Linked DNA regions of Mus musculus: region 2 is linked to region 1. The links are chromatin contacts, called in public promoter capture Hi-C maps. All regions are on one chromosome and are shown on one strand. The core of a region is the stretch at or near the end of the contact, and the rest is flanking DNA. Distances in the headings are between cores, read along the strand shown.

The links. Promoter capture Hi-C pulls out the DNA fragments that hold promoters and counts their contacts.
Region 2: a contact with region 1 is called in a promoter capture Hi-C map of pre-B cells, with 2.5 times the contacts expected there. The contact joins the promoter of Sult1d1 here to the promoter of Ugt2b37 in region 1. A contact is called at or near these places in 2 of 39 promoter capture datasets (liver and pre-B cells).

What each region holds. Positions count from the first base shown.
Region 1 is chr5:87,251,980-87,259,758 of GRCm38.p6, forward strand. It overlaps Ugt2b37 (UDP glucuronosyltransferase 2 family, polypeptide B37), which reads right to left and starts at 2,809. Exons shown (of 6, transcript NM_053215.3): 1 at 2,068-2,809. The coding sequence starts at 2,791.
Region 2 is chr5:87,564,284-87,572,062 of GRCm38.p6, forward strand. Sult1d1 (sulfotransferase family 1D, member 1) reads right to left here and starts at 4,723. Exons shown (of 8, transcript NM_016771.3): 1 at 4,514-4,723; 2 at 1,753-1,909; 3 at 427-552. The coding sequence starts at 1,900.

The DNA of each region.
Region 1 (7,779 bases), core at 1,559-4,058:
AGTATAAAATATATTTCCTTAAAAACGTTGGAAGAATTGGTATTTGATATAGAACATGTACATTTAAAATGTAATATTGTATTGATAACTGATTTGTTGATCATATAGTTACCTGTTAATTTGTGTTTACTTTTAAAAGTTTTTTGTTTGTTCTTTTTTTTTTTTTTTTTGGTTTTGGTTTTGGTTTCTTGAAACGGTTCCTCTGTATAACCCTAGCTGTCCTGGAACTCACTCTGTAAACCAGGCTGGCCTTGAAGTCAGAAATCTGCCTTTCCCTGCCTCTCAAGTGCTGGGATTAAAGGCATGTGCCACCACTGCCTGGCTTTGTGTTTATTTTTAAAGCATTACGTAAGACTTATTTCATCTTTCCTCTGTAATTTAAAACCGTAATTAATTACAGAAACAACTCACTAAGTATATATTAAGAAGCTCGCATTTTTTTCCTCTCCAAATCTTCAAAAAAACAAAACCAAACTATGTAAATATAAACACACATTCCATGACCAAAACTGTCAAATGCTGTGTATCCTGGTCAGAATCCTCAGGGTCATGATAGTTTATAGCTAGTTTTTATTCCTTTCAGGGAGATGTAAGATTTATAAATGACTGAATTTAGCCAGGAGTGGTGGTGCACGCCTTTAATCCCAGCACTCGTGAGGCAGAGGTGGGCAGATTTCTGAGTTTGAGACCAACATGGTCTACAAAGTGAGTTTCAGGACAACTGGGACTATACAGAGAAACCCTGTCTCGAAAAACCAAGAAAGAAAGAAAGAAAGAAAGAAAGAAAGAAAGAAAGAAAGAAAGAAAGAAAGAAAGAAAGAAAGAAAGAAAGGAAGGAAGGAAGGAAGGAAGGAAGGAAGGAAGGAAGGAAGAAAGAGGTTAATAATTCTAGTATTATTTCATATTGAGTTATTTAATAATACTTACACTATAAAGCAATCTCAATACATCCAGAATTATGAGAATAGGAAATTGTGGCTAGTCTTATCTGTGGTACATTTTTAAGAGAAAAAAAAAAAAAGTGAATTCAGAAAATATAGCATGTGGGTCCGGGTCCCTGTAGAATTTAGGCATTTGCAATTGAATTTAGGAAAGGACCCAATAAGGAAATGTGGGGACTGGTAGAAATATCTGTTCCACTTTTTTTTTGGGGGGGGGGGTTCGAGACAGGGTTTCTCTGTGTTTCCCTGGCTATCCTGGAACTCACTCTGTAGACTAGGCTGGCCTCTAATTCAGAAATTCGCCTGCCTCTGCCTCCAAGAGATTAAAGGCGTGGGCCACCGCGCCTGGCTCTGTTCCACTTTTAAACTTCAGAAATAATGTAATAGTTTTCAAGATGTGGGGGATTTTATAGTTATATACAAAGAAAATATTTTATGTTTTATCTTTTCATTTATAGGTATGTGTGTCTTCATGAGTATATGTTAAGTTTATGCCAGTGCCTGTGGATATGATAAAGGACAGCAGTTCTCTTGAAGGTGAAGTTACAGGCAATTTTGAGCCATTGTATATGAGTGGTCCCAGGAAAAGAGCTCTGGCACAGAGCTCTGTACAGAAACAATCTTAAATCTTTGGCCATGTTTTCTGACCCTACATTTTCATTTTAAATAAATACACTGGCCTAGGCAAGAGGAAATAACTTATTCAATGTGTGTATGTATATATATATATATATATATGTATATATATATATATATATATATAACAAAATATGCCATTCTTGAATCTCCATTAATCAAGATTAATTGGTAACTGCTTAGTGACTTATTAAAATAGAAGAAAACATTTCAGTATATGGGTAAAGAATCATTTAGGGACCATCTAATTTCATCTCTATGTAATTGTATAGCTAACCGAAATGTCTTCTATCAGTACTGATACCGATACCTTCTCCTATTTGATCAAATATATGAGCATTTACAAGAGCTTGTGACTTTGATAGTTTATATCATTATACATTTGATCACTTATAAAGGACTCTTACACTTTCTATTTCATGGACATAAAGATTTACACACTTGTGAAACTTAGGTATTCAAGCAACTTAGAAAAAAAAATGTAACTTACCCAAATATTCAGTGTAAAATGAATCCCATTTCTTATCATTAGGCATCTGGAACCAAAAGTCAAAATAAAGCATGCATATCATATTTTTTACTCTCTCTATGAATGTCATTTGTCCACCTAATCCTGACAGAATAACAGGCACATAAGAGGGAGGTAGTAGAAATCTTCCACTGGATTTTTCAATTCTGTAACCTGCAGTGAAGCGAAGACTGTACAGAAAAGGTATGTGGAGCAATTCAGCGATTAGCTCCCCACCAAAAGCAACAGGATCTGACAAAAGGACATCAAACTTTGATTCCTGTAGCTTTGTCATGAGCTGTCTGTTTGAAACGACATCTTTACAAAGACTTAGATAATAACCAGATAATTCATCAAACATATTTTGCATTAAAGGAGAATATGACAAACATGTATCTCTTGACAACTCATAAGTCCACACATTCAAAAGCTGTATGAAAAAATTTTCCAGATCATCTTTAGTGACAGATGTAGGAAAAGTTTCAAACTTAAGGCCAGGTGATTTTTTGGGATCAAGAACATAGTAAGCTGAAGGTCTCAGAACAGTGACTTCATGGCCCCTCTGTACCAGTTCATCCAGTATTATTTTTATGTTCATCCAATGACTGAATTCCATCGGCCACACCAACACTTTCCCACATTTCACAGATCTGAAGCAGCAACTTATCTGCAGCAGCAACAGAGCAGAAATCCACTTTCCAGGCATCCTGAAAATCAAAATCCTTCTCTTCACAGTTCATTTGCTTCTGTCACTGCTTGACCTTTTATCCAAGAAGCTTCAGCCCAGAGGTTAAACTATAACTTGCATTTCCCAGAGCTGATAATTAAAAGACCAGAACTAAGGTTTTGGGAAAAGAATCGAAGAATGATTTCAATTATTCCCTGTTTACATGAGAGTGAGTCACGTCTCTTATGATGGCATGTTTTCAAATAGCCAAGAAATAATGATGTCATGTTCAATTATTAATGGGATATTAGAATATTCTAAGATGTCTCACAAAACTAGTGACATCATAATATGGCTGATCTCTGAATTCTCCTCTATATGGCCTTGAAAGCTTATTAATTTACATAGTTGAATGTCATGATGACTCTTCCCTTTCCTTTAATGTGACCAATTATTCTGACTAAATCATGGACTGTTCTAATAATCAATCCAATATTAGAAATAACAGACTTCATTTAAAAGGCTGGTTCTAGACAGTTTTAGAGACATATTTGAAAGTTAGCTACAGTTTTCTATGATGATATGTTAACAATAGATGGGGACAGGTTATAGCAAATATTAAGGTTAGGTTAGCTACTAAAGGTCGTGCTTCATTTCAATATATATGTGTCATGCCATTAACTTATAATGCAACCATTAATTGGGGAAAGACTAAGGCTCATTTGCAGGGAGTGTGGAAAAATACAGATATTTCACATATTATACAGCAATTAAAGATAGAAATTTCAGATATTAACAGAAGTCCTTTGGATAAATAGAACATTGAGAAATTAGCCAGAGATTTAAAAAATAATCTATTTGTATTAAATCCCTTAGATTGGGTTAAGTATATAATCTTGCATGCTATTATAATTGACATTATTTTATTAGTAATCATTGTGTTTCCACTTATCTTTAGAGTTCTTCTGAGATTGAGGTGGGACATTCTGAAACTTCATCTAAAAGATATAAAGTGGGAAATGCTATACACACACCAGTGAAGACTGCATGGCAGCCCCAAAAACTTCGATGAGTCCCAAGGCAGAAAAGTTTTATGGAAACTTAGGGCCCTGGAGCCTTGGCATCCTGTAACACAAATGTTCCAACTTGTCCCTGCATTAGTTGGTGAATGGATCTGTGTACTTTCTTTCAGTATTGTTTTATTATAGGTACCTCTGAGAAATAATGTGTCAAATACCTAAGCTAGACTGAACTTTGCTTCCTGGCCTTCACCAATGTCCTCGGAGTCCTGGAGTCAACCCTGGGCTTGGAATTTCGTAAGAGTGTTCCTCATTCAGATGAAATGTCCCAGTGTTGACAGTTAGTAAACAGGCATCTCACAGTTTTTCAAATAGGAGTTAGTAATCTCAGGGCAAGTTGAAAATAGTAAACTTAGAATCCTCCCTACAGTCAGGTATGGTAGACTACATTGCATATTAAACTGACGTTGGTGAGTTCTTCTGACAAAAGGATATTCCATACAGACCCTTACTCCCATATGCAAGAATTTACAATAACCTAGGAAGAAGGAGGGTTGTGGTTTAAGGAGGAACTACATTATTGCTTTATTCATGAAAATGTCAGCATGAGCAGAATCCCCCTGGTGCAAGCATTCACAAGGCTCAGAGGAATAGCATAAATTGTGACTAAGGTGTGAAATCCTCACCTGGCTCCTGTCAATAACAAATTTTTAGAAGGGGCTGATCATATCTCAATTGTAAACACTGCCTGGTTCCTGTCAGACTTTTTGTATACAGTTTTTATTTTTACATTTTATCTGTTTTGTGTCAGATAACTTCGATGTACCTTGGTTAATGTGTAACCTAACTTCTTAGTTTTCTTCTGTAATATAAATCTGATGCTCATTTTGAAACATTACATTCAGATCAACACTCCCTTGTGTTCATGCCTATTTGTCATCCCACCTACTTCTTGTTCACCTGATTACTGAAATCCTGGTTCCCTGCGAGTTGATAAACCAATTGAGTCCAGTCCACAGCACATAATGAATGAAAAATGTTTGAATCTGTGTTGATCCATTTAGTCATGAAATCCAATTCTGTAATATAAGTGTATGACAAGTATTTTGTGGTATATTTGTAGTAAACCATAAACAGCCTGACAACAAGTCTGTAAGAATTTCATGAGACATAGTTATCTCATTCAGTTCTCTCTTCAGCAAAGTCAGAAAAGCATGAAAATTAAAACAGATATTTCACTGGCCTCTTCAATATAGTACCAAAGCATAAAGGGATATGTTGAGATTCCACAACATTGATGTGGTGGCTAAAATTTTCTGAACACCGAAGAACTGTTGCACATACAAATCCCAGTAATAATGACTGTATGCTCAAAACATGCCCAAGATTGAAGACCATAGCCCATAGAGACACATGAATTCCCATCCCTTCCTGAGGAGTTATTGACAGGTGATTGCTACTATGGATGAAGTCAGGAGCTTCAGAATGAGAGGTCTAGCCATTACTCAGGATATGGCTTTATACTATTGTGGTAAATATTTAATGGGGGAATTTCTACCTATACTTGATCATTCCATTCAGTTCCCAAATAAAAGATACAAAGCCTTTATAATTAAAATTAACCTTAATAGTACTTGAGGTGGGCAGGTATCAACCCTCTCTTCCATTGTAACTACATCTTTGTCAATAAGCCTGAGTTATAACTTGGCAATTTCCATTTGGGCTGCTTCTTTTCCAACTGGTTGGCCTTCATCATCATTTTCTCATGGTTCAACTAACCCATAACATCTTTTGTTCTCCTCTGCTCTCCTCTGCTCTCCTCTGCTCTCCTCTGCTCTCCTCTGCTCTCCTCTGCTCTCCTCTGCTCTCCTCTGCTCTCCTCTGCTCTCCTCTGCTCTCCTCTGCTCTCCTCTCCTCTCCTCTCCTCTCCTCTCCTCTCTCCCCCTCTACCACCACTACCTCCTCCCCCCCCTCCTCCTCCTCCTCCTCCTCCACCTCCTCCTCCTCCTCATGGTCTTTACTTCAGACCTAAGTCTGTGTATCGAATTTATGCCTACCTCCTCTGCCCATCAGTAGGCATCTTTTTGATGAATCATGAATAACTTGTTATATAGGGCAAAGTTACATAGCATCACTTGTTGTATGTGAGGAACTCCTTGTACCTGGGAACAAAGAGAACTTGGGGTCTACTATTTAGTACTACAATACAAGGCAACAAAACAAACCTTAACATTATTCCTAGCCACATGCTTGCAAGACTAAGTACACTCAATTTGGTTTAAAAAATACATATCAAATTGGAAATAAAAAGTGGTGGGGTATAGTAGGAAAAAGGGAGGGTAAGTCAGAGCTGGTGATTTGACCAAAACATGTTATAGGCATATCTGTCATTCTGAACAATAAAATAACTGTCTTTTAAAAGTAAACTGAACACAAGGCAGCTACAATCTTGACTCTGAAATCAAATAAGAATGAACATGAGCTTAACCTGGTATGTGAGAGTATGCAGGGACTCATAGCAGCTTTTTGTCACACTCTATGGGAGAAGACCTTTTCTTTCAGTGTCTGTGTGACTGATTTGGTGGGATTCACGGTCAGCACACAACTCCATTTTACTAGAGGAAAAAAAAAACAATATATATCTTTTTTCCTCTATCTCCTGATCCTCCTGCATAGATCAGGAGATGTCTTGTAAAGTAGCTGACCAACTATCCCATGGCTCCTGTATCTTAGATCACTCTACCCTAAAATCGTATTATCTTGCCATGTGTACATTCACAACAGTGAGAAGCACATGGGAAATCACTCTATGTGTTTTACTCAGTAGAATCATTTGTAAGATAACTTAATGAATATGCCCTCTCCTGTTATCATTATATAATCCATTGAATAATTTAAAAATGTCATCATGTCCTTACCTATTATTCCTCATCTTCTGAAAAAACTACAAATTATCTTCTTTGGAAATTCTTGCATAAACTGAGCCCAGTTATTATCTCTATAATGCTTTAGGTATTTTTTAATTAATTAAAGTTAATAATTAAAGATTATCAATCACACACTTTTACATATAAAATCAATACAGTACACCTATAGACCAATCATGACAGTGATGCAAAATTTATTAAATAACAAGACATTTGTCTCTAAAAGAAAATTGAACTGTCAACCAACAGACTGCTAAGAGTAAAATTGATGTACTTCATTATAAGAATTTCAAAATTGGAAAATGTTAGCCAATTTTGCTTTACTAGGAAATACTGTTGAGCATCTTGACAAAATTAGAAAGGAGGTACACATACTGAAAGGTTTTTCTCAAGATATGCATCTCAGTATAAAGAATCAAATATATACATGGAAATAGCTACTCAGTCAACAATATAAAGTTAGAGTAGCAAGTCTTTTTGAGGTGCTTATTTTTAAATTAAAAATAGATTATTTTTCATATAATGTATCCTGATAATAGTTTCCCCTCCCTCTACTCCTTCCATCTCTCTCTCCTCCTCCCCCCTCTTGATCTACCTCCTCTCTGTCTCTCATTAGAAAAAACAGCAGGATTCTAAGAGATAACAACCAAACATGACAAAAGAAAATATAAATGCTCCAAATACAAGGGCAGTCACATTCATTAAAGAAACTTTAGTAAAGCTCAAAGCACACATTGTATCTCACACAATAATAGAGGGAGACTTCAATACACGACTTTCACCAATGCACAGATCATGGAAACAGAAACTAAACAGGGACACAGTGAAACTAATAGAAGTTATGAAACAAATGGATCTAACAAATATATACAAAACATTTTATCCTAAAACAAAAGGATATACCTTCTCAGCACCTCATGGTACCTTCTCCAAAATTAACCATATAATTGGTCACGAAACAGGCCTTAACAGAAACAAAAATATTGAAATTGTCCCATGCACCCTATCAGATCACCATGGACTAAGGATGATCTTCAATAACAACATAAATAATAGAACGCCAACATTAACATGGAAAATG
Region 2 (7,779 bases), core at 3,473-5,972, 310 kb after region 1:
CTAGGCTTTCTCTTCATTGTTCTATCCCATTTACAATATGAAAAGATTGAATGAAAGTCTTTCAAATTTCTCTTCTTTCTCATGTTCAAACTCTGTGATGGAATTATGACATAATATCCATTTCTATTTATTCAAGATTTTGAAAATGCAAAGGAATATATTCCCATAATATTTTCATTATCACATGTAATATGATGCACTAACTAAATAATAGACTAAATAATATATTAAGGGACTTAAGCTAGATCAAGATGTAGATGTTAACTTTGAGGAAGTGGCGCCTAATCAAATTCTAACTTCTCTAGACACTTCAGATTTCATAGTGCTTGTTCTTTCTGTATTATTGTTGTTCCTGACTCCTTTGCACATACTAAGAATACATATGAATTTATTTCTGTAGTGAAAATGAATATTCTGAGAAAATACCATTTGTTATCCCAGGAATTATAAGCTCCATGAATGGTACTCGTTTGTAGATTGCATCCCTTTTACATTTCTCTGCATCCCCATTGTTGTAGATCAAATCCAGTATTTCACTGACCCAAGTTGTTCCTAAGAGGAAAATGGAAGAAATTAAGTATCTCTGTTGAAAGTAACATGAGAAAGTCAAGAGAGTCAAGTGTTTTGTAATATCTGAAACAAACAAACAAGAAATGTGTTTTTATTTCCATATCCTTTATCTTACTCCAAATCAAAATATTCTAAAACATATTTGAGTTGAACCCCAAGGAGGATTGGCAGAGGAAATAGACAACTTTGATGAAATCATAGGCACATATATTTCCTCTTAATATTAAAAAAAATAGAGCTTAGACTGGAAGGGAATATCAGATAAAGATGATCAACATATAATGAAGGTGTGAAAAGAGACTACAAAGAACTTTAGCCTGTAATAATCAGGATGCTACACATAATAGAGTCCATTTGACCTCAATACAGTTACTCACTCTGACAAGTATGCTAGTATGTCTCACCAGTCCTTGAAAAAATACATAAAAAAAGTGAGAACATTGTCTATGCAACAATATATGTGGTTTGATTATCAGATGAGTGATGCATTTCTTTTTGAAAGTATATGATAAATCAGAAAAATAACTTATTAGTTGTTTTCATAATGGTAACAGAAACACTGAAATATACTATTTAATATATGTTATAACATTTTAATGAGTGAAATATGATTGTCTACACTTTTCAATGGTTTCCAAAAACTAGAAATGACACATATGTATGGCAGTTTTCCAACTAAACTCAATAATTTGTTGGCTAACTTGGAAAATTAATTAAAATGAAAGTAAATGAGAGAAAGGAGAAAAATTGGTCCAAACCACCTTCTTTTTTTATATACTAAAGTGTCATCTAGTACATTTATTCAGTTCTTAAGACCTTGTAATCATGTGGGGTTCATTTGATCTTAGCAGATCAGAATATACTAAATTCTAGTTTATAAATTAAAAAAAAGAAAAAAAAAGAAATTAAGTAGAAATGATTAAAAGTTGCTATTAATGTATTTATTACTTAGGAAGTTTGACTGACTGTGGGTTTAAGTAAATTCATATGATACCTGCTGGTACTTCAGACGTGAATATGAAGCTATGTAATCTGAGGCAACAATGCCCCAGCAAGCCACAAGGCTTCTTTAATGTTAGAAAAACTCAGCTTAGGCTGGACAAATATCTGCAGACATTTAGGTTCGTGAATATGGATTATTATTGTCTAACTGTCTATCATGAATAAATTAAAAGTTCTTACCAGATTTGGGATATGTGGAGATCAAAATGTCATCAGGCCGGGCTTCAAATGACTCTACTTGGGACCAATGCTCAGCAATGCTCCAAAAGAGAGGGATACCTTCAACATCCACTAACTCCCTCCTGAAGACATCCAGTTTGTTATCCATTTGGGGAGACTATATTTTAACAAAGGGTATCATTTATCAATTTTAAAATGTTCCTAATTCAATAGTAAGATCATTTTTCAAAGTTCAGAGATATGAATTCAGATTAAGTGTGTTATTATCAAGGCAAGAAAATAAACTGGACAGATAAACATTTATTTTCATCCATACCATTCATACACAGCATATTACTATACCTCATTTGTATATCAATAGCATATGCTAAAGTAAATATTTTCAAGATGTACAGAAAAGGTGCAACACTTGAATTTAGGAGAACACTGTAAGAAATGGGGCTATCAGTCCATTCTAAGTCCCAGAATGACATAGTTCTCCTTAGATCAATAACAAAAGATGGCCTAAATTACAATGCCCTTCCTTTAAATTTCAAGGTAAACTGGTAAATTGTTTAAATTAGACCTGACAGGCTACAAATTAAGAGAAAATGTATATGTGGGTTATGAGCAAGATTTAACAGAGAAAATAGAAATCTTAAATAAAACACCAATGAACATGCCAAATGCACAGGGAAAGGCTCGCAGGTCCTCATCCCTACACAAAGAACTATAGGCTGTTGAGTAAAACTAGGAATGAGAGAAGTGGGCCTTCCCTGGGAAGATCACAGTGATTGTCCAGTGTCAACTGGTCAGCCCTAAATACATACATGCAAGTAACATTATATTGACTTACCTAGTCATACAAATACATGCAATAACAATTGGTAGAATGAGTGGCAGTGGATTTGAAGGACAGCAGGGATGAGTATAAGGGAGGGTTTGGTGGGAAGCAAGGAAAGGGAGAACTAAAATAAAATATCAAGAACAAACAACAACAAAAGGATAAAAGAAAGAAAATAAGCTTAAGGTTAGGCTATTGAGGATGCATTGCACATCTTTTCCTAAACTTTGAAACACTCATGATGATGACCCTGTTTTACTTTTTTCAACAGGATTCTAGATGAAGGAAGGCACCTCTCTTTTTTCTCTTACCTGTTATGGGTAAGGGAAGAACTTGAAATCTACCATTAATCATACTCCTGCCTCCAATTTAGCATGAGCTGAGGGATTCTGTTATTTCCTCAAAAATCTAGCTTTAAATTCTAGCTAAACTGAGGAGTTGTATTACTCTTTAAAGAGAATTCCGAACAACTGCCTAACAAGCAGTACCAATATTAAGCTTTCTAAGAGATCCCTAGGAATTAGTACTGTAGTAGTTTGAATATGCTCATCCCAGGGAGTAAGTGGCATTATTAGGAGGTGTGGCCTTGTTGGAGTGGGTGTGACTTTATTGGGGGAAGTGTGTCACTGTGAGTGTAGGTTTTGAGAGGACAGGATAGGCCATTGGTGAAGGTACAACCTCACCCAGGACAAATGGGGTCATGAAAAGGAGTTGAGGCTTGGCACCATGAAGAGAGCCTTTCTGAAGCTATTGGTGAAGCCTAATTGCAGTGGAAGACTCCAGGAAAAAAAAGAATAAAATAACTTTTATTCTTCTATCATACATTCCATCCTAACCATAGTTTCCCCCTTCATCCTTCCCTCCCAGGCTCATCCTAGTTTTCAGCCCAGATCCACTCCTTCATTTCACTTCTGAAAAGGGCAGGCCTCCCAGGGATATGAACTAATCAAGACATATCACGCTCCAATAACACTAGAAACCTCCCCTCATATTAAGGCTGGAGAAAACAACCCAATAGGAGAAAAAGGGTCAACAAAGCAAACAAAAAAGTCAGAAACAATCCTGCTCCCACGGTTAGAAGATCAATAAGAACATTAAGCTATACAAACATAATATGTATGAAGAGCCTAGGTCATAAACATGCACAATTGGAATTCTTTAAAATATATATAGTGTATTATTCAGTTCATACAAGGTTCTTATGTGTCAATTCCAACTATCTCATTTTAGCTAAGGAGCAAAATAACAAGGAAATATTAAGTATTCTTTGGAAATCCTCCCAAAAGTACTTGCTTTCAACAAATGACAGAATTTGGTTAGAGCAAGGTAAGTGTAGGTCCTGTAATGTTAACTATTTTAAATTTGTATTATAAGACTTGGAACAACAAATAATACAAAGTATTACAAGAGAAACTCCAAGTTATGCCAAGGCTCTTGGCAAAGGAAAAACAAAGGTGAAATGGTATGAATTTCTGTTAAGAATCTGGGGAAGAATAAACTGTCTCAACGAGGTTGATTTTACTCATTGTATTCCATAATAATGAGCTTCACACACATATTAAATACAGTATATTAAAAAGCATATGAGATAATTTAGAAAATATAAGCCTACCTTACTAATAATTTAAGTAATATCTTATGCTCTACTTGATTATATAGAAAGTGATATTTCATTTAGAGTGATTTCTAAGTATGAAATTATCATAAGATAATTTAGGTACTGCTCTTTAAACCTTGTGGAATATCTGTGATTTGATCAGTATCTGACAATCACAGAACACAGAACAAGGACTTTCTTAGATCACAAAAGGATGTTTTATAATTTTTCGATCTTTTAAGTATTACATATAAATTTAATAATCCATATTTTCAAAATCTACACCTTAAAAAGTCACAGCTGATATATTTATGGAAGAAACACAACCAAGTTTATCTTACCTTTAAATTCTCGGAGCTTTAAATGAGTTTTCTCAGATGAAGAATCAGAACCGAAAAGTCTTTAAAAGGATGATGTCCCTGGGTAGCTCACAACGTAATGTGAGAAAGAAATTAAGTTGTGGTAAGCTTAAGAAATGATGAACAATGTTCATTTCCCTAAGGCCGCTCCCCTGTTTACCTACTGAAAATGCCCCATGAGTATAAACTCCCCAGGGTGATAATTATAAGACTTTAGGCACACCTCCATGTTTTGCGTGTTGTTAACAGCTACTCTTAGTCAATTATTAACTGATCAGTGGACTATAGTCTCCTGAACCTACTGGTGAACTGTGTTAAACCTAAAGATGTTTTTTTTTGTCCCATAGAAATCAAAATAAATATCAAACTCACGACAATCAACACATTATTCTCTTAGACAGTGTTATATTCCTAGTACATAAATCTTTTGCATGGATCTGATTTATATTATTTGTCAAAAAGTAAATATTAAAAATGATCACTCAAGTTTCTTTCATTTCTAATGTTATGTTCTTAGTAATGCTAATGTTCTTTGAAGAACAGATTACATGTTTTAATAAACCACTGTGGTAGAAACAAGAAAACGAGTACATGATTAGAATATTCTTATATTTCTAGAATATTTGTCAGAAAGCAATTTATTAAAATGGTAGCTAAATTATAAAAAAAATGAGATAGCATTTGTGAAAGTTAGTTTATGTAAATTTAAAGTAAGACAGTCATTACCCTCACTTTTCATGCAACCTTTAGTGGCTCATCCCTGTGACAAAATGTTTCAATCACACTGGTTTGACAATTGATTTTATATGTAAGAAAAAAAATCAAGTTTCGTCCAACTACATTAGATTTCCGTTAGGAAAATATTGTTATGAAATACTCTGGAATACCAGCCATCCTATTCTACTTATTTCGCCTATTTTCACAAACACAAAATATAATGCCAGAGAGGATATAGAGGAAAATACATTTAAATACTTGTAGTCTGTGGGAAATCTAAATTAATATAGTCAGTATGGAAAATATAAAAGATATATGTCCAGGATATATATATATATATATATATATATATCCCAAGGAAAAAACACTAGCACATTAAAAAACTAGCCATATTAATGTGTTTGATAGAGTTTTATTTGCAGTAGAGATAAATACAGAATCAACCTAGATGTTCAACATCATTAAACAAAACAAATTGTGTGTACATGCATGTGTATATACAATGGAATGCTATTAAGCTTTACAAAATAATAAAATTCTATCAGTTGTAGAAAATGAATAAAACTGAATTGAGATGAATATGGAATAGTTCTAACTGGAGATTAGAAGGCTGGTAGTACAAGCAGTAAAGGACATTTACATAACAGGTATTGACACACAGAAGAACTAAGTTCAGGTGTTCTGTACTCCAATTGACCACTTTACCACAGTATTGTATTGCATAATTAATAAAGATCTAAAACATCCAAAGAATAATGAAAGAGAAAATGCTGTCTCTATAATTGAATCACAGCACAAACCATGCAGGTAACTAAATAATGTATTTTATTACTACAAATAAACAATATATATTTCAATAATATTGAAAACAATAATTACAAAGTGTTACCAAAATTGATAGGCATAAAACACCAATATATATCAAGGCAATGCTAGATGGAAAGTATTCTTATTTAATTTAACCATATAATCTGTTTGAATATATCTTATTTTCATTTACTTTTTTTTTCTGTCAAATGCTAACATTTGAGATAATTCCCATATGTGGATATCTGTAGTTAGCCCTTCCAGCTTTTGGCACCTTGACGGATAGTTTCATTCATGTGTCTATAATTTAAGGGACTCAGAGAATTTCTTAGAATTGATAGGGCTGTAATAAAGCACCAGGACCAAAAGCAACTTAGAAAGAAAAGGATTTATTTTTTTCTTAGAACTTGTAGTAACCCAATGAAGTCAGAACAGGAACTCAAGGCAGGAACCAGGAGACAGCAACTGCCATAGAGCTTAGGAAGAAGTACTGCTTATTGGCTTACTCATGTCTTGGACAGGCTGCTTCCTTAGAGCAATTTGGATGACCAGCCCAAAAATGGCCCACCTACAATGAGTTGTCATCAGCAAAATGCACCCGGGTTGTTCCACAGTCTAATCCACTGGGGGCTGTTTTCCCAATAGAGGGTCCTCTTCACAGGTAAGGCCACTTTGTCATTATGACAGAATGAGAAGAACACTAGCAAAGAAACAGGAGAGGAGTGTAGTCTTTCTTATGGAGAGTCTCAAGCAGACCACTTGTTCACGCCTACTTTCAAGTACATGGTAAACATCTTACTACATTTCAGACAAAAAAAAAAAAAAAAAAGCCCAAAATATGAAAATTAAACAGAATTATTTTCAATCACATTTCAGTTTTCTTTTTTAGCTATCTCTGAGAAACACAGTTTAAGTTTTCATATCTAGATAAAATCTTACAGTCATTACATTGATGTTTAATAATTAAATGATTTATAAGTAAATATAATAGACACTTCTGTGGTATATATTCATAAAAGCTAGGATGTTGGTAATTTATTTATAATTACTCACTTGAGAATTATCCAGATTGAAAAATCTGGAAATGCCAGTTGGCCCAGCCTACTTTGCCTGACATCTATATCAGCCTAATTATTCTGCACTTAATATCCAGTAAGATAAAATGCACGCACTGTACATAATAAAACTGGCCTTAGATTTCTCAGAGAAACAGAGAATTTCCTTGCAGAAAACACTTGCGTTTGAAACAGTCTGAAATATGCAGCTTTTGATGGGGAACAAGACCTTGCCATCTTGTTAAAGGCTTTTGAAAGCAACTTAGAAGTGACATTTGAACTTAGTTGCAAAGGCTCTTTTAGAATGATGTAAGTTAATTTTTAGAAAAGAAGGCTAAATTGCTCTTAGTTTCAAAGAATAAATACATATATTTACTAACATCCCAGGAATAATGGGACTAGGGAAATGGTTTAGTGGTTTAAAAACCAAACAAACAAAAACTCTTTGCTTTTGCATAGGAGTAAGGTTCACTGCCCAGCACCCATGTGGCAGCTCACAAAATTCTGTAACTGCTATTCTTGGGGATCCAGGGTTCTTTTCTGGCTGCTCTAGCTCAGGCACACAATTGGTAACAGATATACATGTACAAAAAAAAATATATATATATACATATATATGTGTGTGTGTGTGTGTGTGTATATATATATATATATACATATATATAAGTG